2 separate regions of the Mus musculus genome follow, and region 1 is linked to region 2. Evidence: chromatin contacts called from public HiChIP or PLAC-seq data. All regions are on one chromosome and are shown on one strand. The core of a region is the stretch at or near the end of the contact, and the rest is flanking DNA. Distances in the headings are between cores, read along the strand shown. Region 1 has its middle 41 kb from the start of Dpt. Region 2 has its middle 39 kb from the start of Gm26685.

The links. HiChIP or PLAC-seq counts read pairs in DNA pulled down with a chosen protein or histone mark.
Region 1: an H3K27ac HiChIP or PLAC-seq map of SST interneurons shows a contact between it and region 2, with 2.8 times the contacts expected there. The contact joins two enhancer-like sites. A contact is called at or near these places in 1 of 15 datasets of contacts at CTCF or cohesin (pro-B cells) and 1 of 115 datasets of contacts at active chromatin or transcription factors (SST interneurons).

The regions. Positions count from the first base shown.
Region 1 is chr1:164,752,102-164,758,345 of GRCm38.p6, reverse strand. No RefSeq gene overlaps it. Among named protein-coding and RNA genes, the nearest start is that of Dpt, 41 kb to the left of the region's middle. Within about 2 kb of position 4,410, at least 12 of the 459 cell types and tissues checked have an H3K27ac peak or open chromatin away from gene starts, as enhancers often do. A contact at or near this core is called in SST interneurons, where this site is marked.
Region 2 is chr1:164,538,843-164,545,044 of GRCm38.p6, reverse strand. No RefSeq gene overlaps it. Among named protein-coding and RNA genes, the nearest start is that of Gm26685, 39 kb to the right of the region's middle. Within about 2 kb of position 1,689, at least 34 of the 459 cell types and tissues checked have an H3K27ac peak or open chromatin away from gene starts, as enhancers often do. A contact at or near this core is called in SST interneurons, where this site is marked.

The DNA.
Region 1 (6,244 bases), core at 3,161-5,660, 210 kb before region 2:
CTTATTTTCACAGGTACCCTCACCCCATAAGTCTTTCCCAACTTATTCCCATGATTATATAATTCTTCTGTGTCTCCAACACACTTAAATATAGATTTTTTTTCCTTTCCTGTTAACTATTAATATTAACTGACAGGTATATAGATCCCTAAGCACACAATAACATGTTTTATGTGTACAAGATGTTCTGTGCTTGCTTCCTGAGGATGCCCATCCTGTGGAAAAGGGAAGAGAGATGTAGGACTGGTAGTGTTAACAGTGGTAATTTCTTGAGGCAATGGTTTTGAAGGGCCCGATGAAAGAAACTGACATTTCTAGGACAAGCACCCTCTCTTTCTACAGAGGGAAAGGAAGCACGGGTAGAAGCTGAGGTCTGTGTTTGTGGTTTGCATGGTTAAAACTGCAAATGCTCTAGTTGATGCTGTCTGAAAACACACACACACGCGGGCGCATCAAGTGTAAAAAACGAGTCACAATGATGGTTGCGTTAAATACATTTCTCATTGCTAAGCCAGCAGCCAATTGCCAACACTCTATTGAAATTCAGTTTGTTAATTACTTACTTAATTACTTACTTACAGTGATATCTAACCTCTTTTAATCAGCTCATGGTCATTGTACATGTTTATGGGGTAGTGTGACATTTTAGTACATGTATACAATGTTTAATGAGTATGTGACAAACAGTAATTGGCACCCTCACCTCCTTGTCTCTAGAATCCAACATTTTGGTTTGCTTTTATTTCTGAAACCACTGTCTTGACTCATAGTGTCTTTGTTCTGCATCTAGACTCTTGACGGCTTCCTAACTTGCCTTCCTATTTCTAATGCAGTTTCTGCCCTGCAAAAATAATTACATCTCTAAAATATCATCTCACTGATTAGTTTCCCTAGTTAAAAACACCTTCATGGCTTTTCAGATTCTATTGAGAATGGAAGCCAGCCTTCTATGACCAACCACCAAGATGTTTCATCGTTTAGACCCGCCTACTTGTCTCTCCTTCTTGCATACTCTCACAGCTCATACTAAAATGCTTACAGGTCCTTAAATGTATCCCTGCCTCTTGCTGTCTGGGAGTTTGTGCTTCTTGTCCCTCTGCCTGATTCACTTCCTCTTCCTTCCTAGTCTTGGCATGATGAATCGTCATGTGCTCCTCTTGAATGCCATTGTGTCAGAAATCTGTCCTGATCTTCCAGGACTAGAGTGGCTGTTTTTCAAAATGGAACCATTTCTATCTTGGCCCCACCTTAAGTAGCATTCATTTATCTCTGTCGTGCTGTAAGTAATACTTATTTTCAAAGAAAGCCCACATCCCATTTATCACTGTTTCCCTAACATCTTGCACAACAGCTGGCTTATAACATGCATTCTTCAAATCATTTGTCAGATAAATTTTTTAATTAAAAAAAAAAAACTTGGCACTCAGAATGATCAAAAGCCTTGCCCAAAGTTCTTTGCCAAGTAAATAAATGGTAAATCTAAGCCTTTATCTCCCACCCCCTTTACCTCTCCCCTCTCCCATAGCCCCGGCTCTTCTATATGGTAAGGGCTCATAAATGTCTACTTACACTCATAACTCTCTTCAGAAGTGAAGAATCACATCTAGTGGTACATCAACCTTTCTTTCTACAAGGACAATGCCCAAACTTAGCACCACTTAACTAATTCAGTCTCTATGCTCTCTTAAGAATGTTTAACTGGCTTGGGAACAGTGCAATTCATCTTTAATCCCAGCACTCTGGAGCTGGAAGCAAGCAGATCTCTATAAATTCAAGGTCAGCCTGGTCTGTACAGAGATTTCCAGGCCATAGTGATATAGTAAGACCCTGAATTGGAAAAAAAATACGGAGAAGTAACAGAAGAAGACACCCAGTGTCTGACTCTGGTTTCTGCATACATATACACATGTGTGTGCACACATATGCACACATATGTACATATATACATATAAAGGAGAAAGAAAGAATGAAAGGAAGGAAGGAGAGAGAGGAAGAGAAAGAAAGAAAGAAAGAAGGAAAGAAAGAAAGAAAGAAAGAAAGAAAGAAAGAAAGAAAGAAAGAAAGAAAGAAAGAAAGAAAGAAACTAAGTCTAACTGGATTGAAGTGTAAGTAGATCTTGTTCCCAGACAGTGTGCAATGTGCTAATCAGAGATGTGCAGAGACTGGACTGTTGGGAATACAAAGAGGGAAGAAGCCCAGGTCTACCAGGAGGACTAGTTAAAAATGGAAGTGGTTACATAAAAGGGTTCACAGTAAAAATCTCAACACTATTCTTCTTTTTTAAAGTTATGACATTAGCAATAGTTGAGTTCTGTGTTCCCTCCTCAGATGGAAGATGTTCTTGACTTTGGCTATAAACATCTGCAATTCCGATTTAGACTTCTCCACAAGAGCTGCACAATCATCCTATTTTGGCTTCCAGCTCAGTTACTCTGTTACAAGCTTTGACTCCACAACTCTGGGGTAATAGAACACAAGGGCATAGTTTGAAAATAGAGCATGCATCTGCTGCGGATTGTTATTTTGGTTTAATGAGGACTTGCTGTTTCCTGAATTCCTATAATCATTTGATGAATTGTGCTGGTGACTTGCTCTGCAGGCTTTGAACATGTGGTACCCATTGGGGTACAGTGGCGGGGGGGGGGGGGCCTAACTCACCCTCTTCCCCATGAAAGCAATCTTCTAGTAAAACATTGTAAGGGCAAATGTGTGTATTGATTGCTGGCTAAATAGAGAAATGATGCAGCGATGGATAATTTGCTTCGCTGAATGAAGAGAAGATCGGCTCCACCCCATACTAAATACTCTCCGTTCCATGTCCTAATGTATGCCTGCATGTGTAAAGCATGTTAGGGGTTGTAAAGATGGATAAAACAGCTCGACCTTCACAGCATTTCTCAAAAGGAATCAGGAGCCATATCCACACACAAGAAAGGCAATCTGGGATGAGGGCTATTTGAGGCATAAGTAACCATTTTATTTGTTTACCCTGGCTCAATTTGCAAAGAACTTCCATGTGCATTGCCTCGTTCAGTCCTCACAATGGTCCTGAGTGTCCTGCTAGTGTCTTCATTTTGAAGTTACAGATGATATAGGATGAGAAGAGCAAATACCTTGTTCAACTTCCCACAGCTAGAGATTAATATGGATTTCTAAAATCCCAGCCCCACAGCTGAAGGCCATGGGAAGCTGAGAATGTAAACAGATACCATGAACTCTAAGTTTCATGGAGGACATGTAGCTTCAACTGTGGCTCCACCTTCCAGATGAGTCGAGTCAAAAGAAGGAAAGGAATCCCTGAGAAAGAGAAAATACCTGAGCTAAGAACTCTGAGGTGTCTGAGGTGGTGAGAGATGAGTAAGGGGATCCATCCCATAAACAACCACCAAACCCAGACACTATTGCATATGCCAGCAAGATTTTGCTGACAGGACCCTGATATAGCTATCTTTTGTGAGGCTATGCCAGTGCCTGGCAAATACAGAAGTGGATGCTCACAGTCATCTATTGTATGGCACACAGGGCCCCTAATGAAGGAGCTAGAGAAATTACCCAAGGAGCTAAAGGGGTCTGCAACACTATAGGAGGAACAACAATATGAACTAACCAGTACCTCCCAGAACTGTGTCTCTAGTTGCATATGTAGCAGAGGATGGCCTAGTCAGCCATCAATGGGAGGAGAGGCCCTTGGTCTTGCAAAGATTATATGCCCCAGTACAGGGGAATGCCAGGGCCAGAAAGCAGGAGTGGGTGGGTTGGGGAGCAGGGCTGGGGGAGGGTATATGGGACTTTCAGGATAGCATTTGAAATGTAAATAAAGAAAATATCTAATAAAAAGAAGCATGACTGTGTGTGACATTGTTTATGTCATCAAAACCAATGCATCAAATAAAAACTGTGGATGGTTTTAAGCCATTTATATGTTTCAGAAGTATTCTTGTCCTCACAGACTACTGATTTTGGAGAAAACCTACACACAAAAGAAGTGAGACTAAAAAGAGTGTCTTAGATAGTAGTCATATTATGATGTCCACATGAGTTCTAGAGGTGTAGAGTTTTATTTTGATTTATTTATATTTCCATTGATGTATTGATTGGCCTCAGGGAAGTCAGCTCTGGATTGTGGGGATCAAATTGCTCTAAAGAAATCAATGCATTCAGAGGTATTCACCATGGAGTTAGTCCCTGACAGTGTATTGAAAAGTTCAGAGTGAGCCGAAGTGCCTCGCTTTTACCTGGTGAGTGTTCTCAGATGGGCGTGTGGTGTGTGGAGCTGCCAAGGGATGCTCATGGGCTTGGAAAGGATTGAGGGGTTTAAGGAAAATGAGTGAGTTCTCTGTGTGAGGTGCGGAACTATGCTGACTCATCCCATTCTGAAACCAACCAACCCCCATGGAAGAAGGAAGGCAGACTGTGAAGGCAGATGCTGCTCTTAGAGCCAAGGCAGGCAGAAGTGTAACAATTGGATGCTGATTGACTCTAATGTGTTCCTGGCAAGAGAGTGGCACACACAAAAAATATGATGTCACTCAACTATCAGCTTTAGACAAGCAAATGTATCACAAATGCATGTACAGGTTGTCAGAGCTCTTCAAGGAGTTAAGCAGCCTACCTGAAGACTGTCAGCCTGTGGCAAAGCCAGAATTGCAAATGAGGTCTTTCTGATCTCCAACTCTATGGCAACTTTATATTAAAGGGTAAACATTTTAATATACAGACTCATAACGGGTCAGAACACTACAAATGATTGACAGGGGCATGCTCAGCCTTAAGTGCGGTATTATCTGTCCATCAGAGCCAGAGGATGGGAAGGGTGCACTGCAGTAGGTGCCTTCTGGACTTGACATGGCCTTTGCCTTCATGAACTCAGGGCAGATGTGTTTTCCTCCACAAGATCTGAATAAGATTGGCCTGGTGAACCATCCATCATGGATAAGGGAGGGGCTTATGAGGCCCCTCCCTCCCTCGGGGGACTACCGACAGTTAATGAAGGCTGGTGACTATCATTTTCTTCAGTAGTGTAGCCACAGATAAGCTGTTCATGCTCCAGGAAATAACCTTGGGCTCCTGGAAGCAATCCTAGTTAAACTCAGTGGCTCTCACACTCAATGGCATAGATTTAGGATGCCGACTTCTTGGGAATAAAATAAATGTTTCAGCAGCAGGAGTGTATATATTAGGTACTTTGCTATCGCTGTGATAAAACAACATGACCAAGACAACTTAGAGAAGAAAAGACGTATTTGGGGCTGACAGTTCTAGCCAGTTCAGAGTCCATGACCATCATTGCAGACATCATAGCAGCAGGCAAGCAGGTATGGCCCTGGAGCAGAAGCCGAGAGCTCACAGCCTGATCCATAAACAGACAGCAAAGAAAGCTGATGAACTAGAGTCTTTTGAAACTGTTAGTTCTCCCCTGGTCACATACTTCCTCCAGCAATACCATATCTCCTAATCTTCCCCAAACAGCCACTAGCTGGGGATGAAGAATTTAAATCCCTGAGACTTGTGTGCAACACTTTATTCAAATTAACACAGAAGGGGAATGAGAGAAAGAAATGGGGGTGAAAACATCAAAATTCCCTGTATATGTGTGTGAAATTGTCAAGGAATAAAAATTAAATAGTTAAGAAGAGTGATCATTTTGTCAAAGTTTCTTAGATGAATTAATTAATTAGCACAGTAGAGGTGCTAAACCCCAAACTAGAAAGTTTGCAAAGATTGCAAAGTGTTTCATGTACTAATGTGCACATGCATACTGTGTGTGGGATGTTTACATGGTGTGCATGCGTGTGTGTGTGTGTGTGTGTGTGTGTGTGTGTGTGTGTGTGTGTGTAAGAAGCAAAGCCTTGCTCTTGTTAAGCATGTGTCCTCCTGAGATACAATTCTACTTCATTTCCTTGTACGTGGCTGATTGTGCAGCACAGTTGGTGGAATGGCTGCTCTCTTCCCTCCACTGAATTATCTCTTCATTTTTATCTAAAAAGCAAACTGACCATACACATGTGAGCTTTATTCTGAATCGTTTTATTGATCTGTTTATCAACAGTCTACATCTTGGTATTACTGTAGATTTACGGTAAGTGAGATAGCTTAAATGTTCCAACTTCTTCCATCTTCTGCATGGGCTCATTGATGACTTTAGTTCTTTTGAATTTGACCTAAAGTTCTAAGTCAGCATTCTAGTTCCTGTAAAAACACCTTCTGGGCCTTGTATAATACTCTCTGGAATCTCTTCATCATT
Region 2 (6,202 bases), core at 440-2,939:
GAACTTTTCTTTGCAGGAGCATTGAGCACATTTTCTAGGGTCACAGAACACAAGAGCTGATAATGGATTTTCATCTGGACTCGCTCCCAGAGAACTCCGCATCTCTTCATCTCATTGACAGTAGTACAGTGGCTAGAAAAAACGCTTCATTTGCAAACTACACGATTCAAATGTGCAAAAATAAAAATGTGAGTTCTTTTATTCATCTCTAACTCCACTTCTATTTCAGTCACCAATTTTCTTCTTGTTGGCAGAAAACTTGATCCAGTCAATTGAGATAAAAACAGTAGTCATATTTAAATGTGGTCATTTCCATATTTCCTACTCTTTAAGTAGCATCAAAGGTTGGGAGATTTCGACAGTAGATGATCTGGAGTGAAAGGGGCCTGTGGTAGCTTCGCTCACTCTATCCGGGACGTCTGTAGCCACTGGCTCTTCCTGGGACAGCTGAGATTCTATCTTGTTTCCAGCCTTGGTCCACATTGGTTCCTCTGCTTCTGCTTCATCCAGATCTCATGTATAGAGGCCATCACTTGGATAATTCTGAGTTCCCTTTCCCTACTGATAGGGTATTTGGGCGCTCCCTCCTAAAAGATCATCTAGATAGGAGGAGACCCTGGGTTTAATTCTTTGTACTACAGTACACATACATATACAAACATACACACACAGACACACACACACACACACATACAACAGGCAGACATACACACACACACATACACACAGAGAGGTGCACATATACACACACTCACGCACGTATATATATTCACATATACTCACATGCAACACATAGATACATGTCCACACTTACACATTCATGCATATATACACAGACACACACACATGCACACAAACACTCTCTCAGCATACTCACACATACACACAGTTATATCCACAGAGTCAGACATAAACACACCCACTCACAAACACACACAGACACACACTCATGCATACACACACATAGTCATACACAGAGAGACATATACATACACTAACAAACACAGACATACACAGACATACACACACAGAGACACACACTCACATAGACATATATACATGTACACCCAGGCATGCACACACACTTTCACACACACATACACATACATACATGCACACACTATTAGAGGGTCAATGTAGTTGGGATTCAAAAATAATAATAGCAAAATCGATCGGGGGGGAAAAAATAAATGTCAAGAATGTTTAGATGGAGTCTGTAAGGCATCCATCTGTGTGAGAGAAAAGAAAGAAGCAACAGCTGTTGGGGCTCAGACGGGAAGAGACAAGTCGGCATCAGAAACATGAGGCACATGCACCCACTATTGCTAGTGCCTTGCTGTAATCCCAGAAGACTCTGTTGCAAGAGCCTGGCTCCTTAAACTCCCTTCCTGCAACTCCCTCTCCTTCTCTACTCCCACAGCAGAGATGACCTTGACTCCGACTCTCAGTTCCTAGTCCAGCCCCGAACAGAGGCACACTCAAAGCTCCCTTAAAGAAAACATTGACGCCTCCTCCTTCAGCTTCCTTTCTCCATACACAGGCTTTGGGAAAGGTCTGTGGCCCTTGATACTTCCCTGAAGAACCTCAGTTTGAACAGATTTAGATAGGCCAGTGTTTTTTGCTTTCAGTTCCAAGAATATCTAAGCTCCTGCTTTTTCCCGGTAAATGACGTAATTACACTCACATCTATAAGGGAAACCAAACGTTAGTGAAGCAAGCTATATGGGGAACACAGGAGCCCAAGAACATGACTTGGTACTGCCTGTATTTTATAAAACCCTACCCTACAATAACCATGCTGCCAAGTAAATAGAGACAAAGTCCAGAGGGGACAAGGAATTGAAGAGGGAAAAAACAGCCCCAGTGTTTGGTGTTCTGTTCTTACGTCACCTCCTCAAGTGAGGCCAGGCCTGTTCCCTCTCCCTCAGCAGCCCCTCCCCACACCCATCACCTTTGTAACCATCTTAGCAGCTGTCTTCTACTTGGTTTCACCCATTTATATTGTTGTCTCTCTGCTCTTCTCTACCCATCACACACACACTACACACACACACTCACTTGGAGGCACATGCACACACCACACACAGAGAGAATAAGGATATAAGCTTAGGAGCGAGTGGGCTTGGACTGTTTACTGTTATCTTCCTAGTGATTACAGTATGTCATGCATGGCTTCAGTATTAGCCACAGGAAGCATTATGGGATGGAGGGGCATAGGCGACTGTTGTCTGGTCATCCCTCTCCCAACCCCAGCTTTCCAAACTTCCGGTGGCACCAAGAGTCTCAAGAGGCATTACCCAAAGCTTGCCATCTTAATTCTTTCAAGAGCCAAGTTTATGCTTTTCTCCCACCACTTAGCTGACTCCTGACTCGGGTTGTTCTTACGAGGCCATAGGCCTGTCATCAAGGCTTTGCTTAGCATGGCACACATCCTACAGGGAGAGCCAATGTTCCTTATGACATATGCTTCTGTGCCACCAGCCAGGATCACCCCAAAACCTCTCCTCTGCTCACCCCACAACAATGTGGGGAGAAGGGAGTATGTTAACCAGGAATAGGAGTCATGGAACAGACAGCACTTCACCTTCTTCAGTCAGGGTTCCATTCTGAGGTCTCTATGTTGGCCCATATCCCTCCCCATAAGGACAGCCAGTCTCCACCCTAAAGGCTACCTCTTCTGTGGTCCTCCCTGGCATGGGCTCTGGCATGGCCATGGTTCTGTTTATCTCCTCTCTAAGCAGGATGCTGGAACATCTCCCCTCCAATGCCCTCTTCATCTCATTTACCAGACAGACTTCTTCCTTTCAAGCTCCAGCCCAAACCTAGAACTTGTCTGATCCCATCTCCTTCTCAATCTGGATTGATCCTCCTCCTCCTCCTCCTCCTCCTCCTCCTCCTCCTCCTCTTCCTCTACCTCCCACAACCAGCGTGTTTGTCATTCTATGATGTAATTACAATTTCCCTCCCCTTTCACCCACCTGCTATGGGGAAGGGTGCTAATGAAGACAGAAGTGGGTCTGGTATCTGCAGTACTGGTTGTCTCTAGCTCAGAGTCTGATACGTGCTCATCATAAAATGAATGTTTAGACACTCACTTATTCATCCCACATACTGGAGCCAGCACTAACAGTATGAAATAAAAAACCTCAGGCATGATCTCTATCCCCATGGGGTCTGCATTATAATTGGATGTGGGGGGAGGGTAGGTAAGGAGAGCAGGCAGTAACCAAGTAAATAGGTGCTGGTTATTATTAAGCTCATGAAGGAAATAAATAGTACTTTGATTAACATTAATAGAGGGGTGTTTCTTTTTTATTTTTAACTTGTTTTTCAACTATTTTTATTAGATATTTTCTTTATTTACATTTCAAATGTTATCCCGTTTCCTGGTTTCCCCTCTGAAAACCCCCTCCTCCTACTCACCAACCAACCCACTCCTACTTCCTGGCCCTGGCATTCCCCTACACTGGAGCATTGAGCCTTCATAGGACCAAGGGCCTCTCCTCCCATTGATGACCAACTAGGCCATCCTCTACTACATATGCAGCTAGAGCCATGGGTCCTACCATGTGTACTCTTTGGTTGGTGGTTTAGTCCCTGGGAGCTCTGGGGGTACTGGTTAGTTCATATTGTTGTTTCTTCTATGGGGCTGGAAACTCCTTCAACTCCTTGGGTCCTTTCTCTAGCTCCTTCATTGGGGACCCTGTGCTCAGTCCAATGGATGGCTGTGACCATCCACCTCTGTATTTGTCAGGCACTGGCAGAGCCTCTCAGAAGACAGCTATATTACCAATCCTACATCCAATAGAGAACTAATATCCAATATATACAAAGAACTCAAGAAGTTAGACTCCAGAGAAACAAATAGCCCTATTAAAAGATGGGGAACAGAGCTAAACAAAATTCTCAACTGAGGAATACTGAATGGCTGATAAGCACCTAAAAAATGTTCAACATCCTTAGTCATCAGAGAAATGAAAATCAAAACAACCCTAAGATTCCACCGCACACCAATCAGAATGGCTAAGATCGAAAACTCAGATGACAGCAGATACTGGCAAGGATGTGGAGAAAGAGCAACACTCCTCCATTACTGATGGGATTGCAAGCTGGTACAACCACTCTGGAAATCAGTTTGGTAGTTCCTCATAAAATTGGACATAGTACCAACTGAGGTCCCAGCAATACCACTCCTGGGCATATACCCAGAAGATGCTCCAACATGTAATAAGGACACATGCTCCATATGTTCATGGCAGCCTTATTTATAATAAGCAGAAGCTGGAAAGAACCCAGATGCCCCTCAACAGAGGAATGGATACAGAATATGTGGTACATTTACACAATGGAGTACTACTCAGCTATTAAAAACAATGAATTTATGAAATTCTTAGGCAAATGGATGGATCTGGAGGATATCATCCTGAGTGAGGTAACCCAATCACAAAAGAACACACATAATATGAACTCACTGATAAGTGGATATTAGCCCAGAAGCTCAGAATACCCAAGATACAATTCACCAACCACATGAAACTCAAGAATAAGGAAGATCAAAGTGTGGATACTTCGGTCCTTCTTAGAAGGGGGAACAAAATACCCATGGAAGGAGTTATAGAGACAAAGTATGGAGTAGAGACTGAAGGAATGACCATCCAGAAACTGCCCACCTGCGGATCCATCCCATATACAATCACCAAACCCAGATACTATTGTGGATGCCAACAAAAGCTTGCTAAGGGGTGTTTCTTTAAGAAGAGTAACCAGGAGAAGTACAGGAAAAGAAATGGATGGATGGATGGATGGATGGATGGATGGATGGATGGGTGGGTGGGTGGATGGATGGATGGATGGATGGATGGGTGGATGGATGGGTGGGTGGATGGATGGATGGATGGGTGGATGGATGGGTGGATGGATGGGTGGATGGATGGATGGGTGGGTGGATGGATGGGTGGGTGGATGGATGGATGGATGGATGGATGGGTGGGTGGATGGATGGATGGATGGGTAGATGGATGGGTGGATGGATGGATGGATAGATGGATGGATGGGTGGATGGATGGATGGATGGGTGGATGGGTGGGTGGGTGGATGGATGGATGGATGGATGGATGGGTGGATGGATGGATGGGTGGGTGAATGGATGGGTGGGTGGATGGATGGATGGGTGGATGGATGGATGGATGGGTGGATGGATGGATGGATGGATGGATGGATGGATGGATGGATGGTTGGATGGGTGGATGGATGGATGGATGGGTGGATGGATGGGTGGGTGGATGGATGGATGGATGGATGGGTGGGTGGATGGGTGGATGGATGGATGGATGGATGGATGGATGGAAGGGTGGATGGATGGATGGATGGATGGATGGATGGATGGGTGGATGGGTGGATGGGTGAATGGATGGATGGGTGGATGGATGGGTGGATGGATGGTTGGATGGATGGATGGATGGATGAATGGATGGATGGATGGATGGATGGATGGATGGGTGGATGGGTGGGTGGATGGGTGGGTGGATGGATGGATGGATGGATGGGTGGATGGATGGGTGGATGGATGGGTGGATGGATGGATGGATGGATGGGTGAATAACCACAGTGAAGTTGGGTTCAGAGTACAGCCTAATCACTACAGGTCTCTGTATATTGAGAGAGTTTCTGACACTCAGAATTTAAGTAGCAGCAGAGATTTAAGCTTGGCTTTATAGGCAGATGGCAATGCAAACTAATTTATACAGAAGCCTCCTTTCTAGTTACCTACCTTGTGGGTCATCAAGAGTGAAGATGTTAAGATTCTAGAAACACAGTCAGGATAAAAACGCAGCTACTCCTGAGATCTCGCCATGCTAGGGCCTAGAGGCAGGCCCTGGAGTCAGTATTAAAAATGCATGGAGTTCCTTTCCTAGCCAAGCCTCTGGGAGCAGAGGTGTAAACTCCTAATGATGACTCACAGAAGAATCACAGGACCGAGGACATGAGACTACAGAAACATAGAGGATGGACAGAAAGCAGATGGCAGACCGACAAGGAGAGCTGCAACTTATTTTGAACTCGGTTTGTTTGGAAGATTGAAAGAAGGGTCATGGGCAAGAATGGCTCAAAGGAATGAGAAAAGACAAACAGAGAAGCAGGAAGGGACATGCAGGAGGAGGCCAGGTGTGACTGGCGCCCCAAAGTGTGGAGGTGGAGAGAG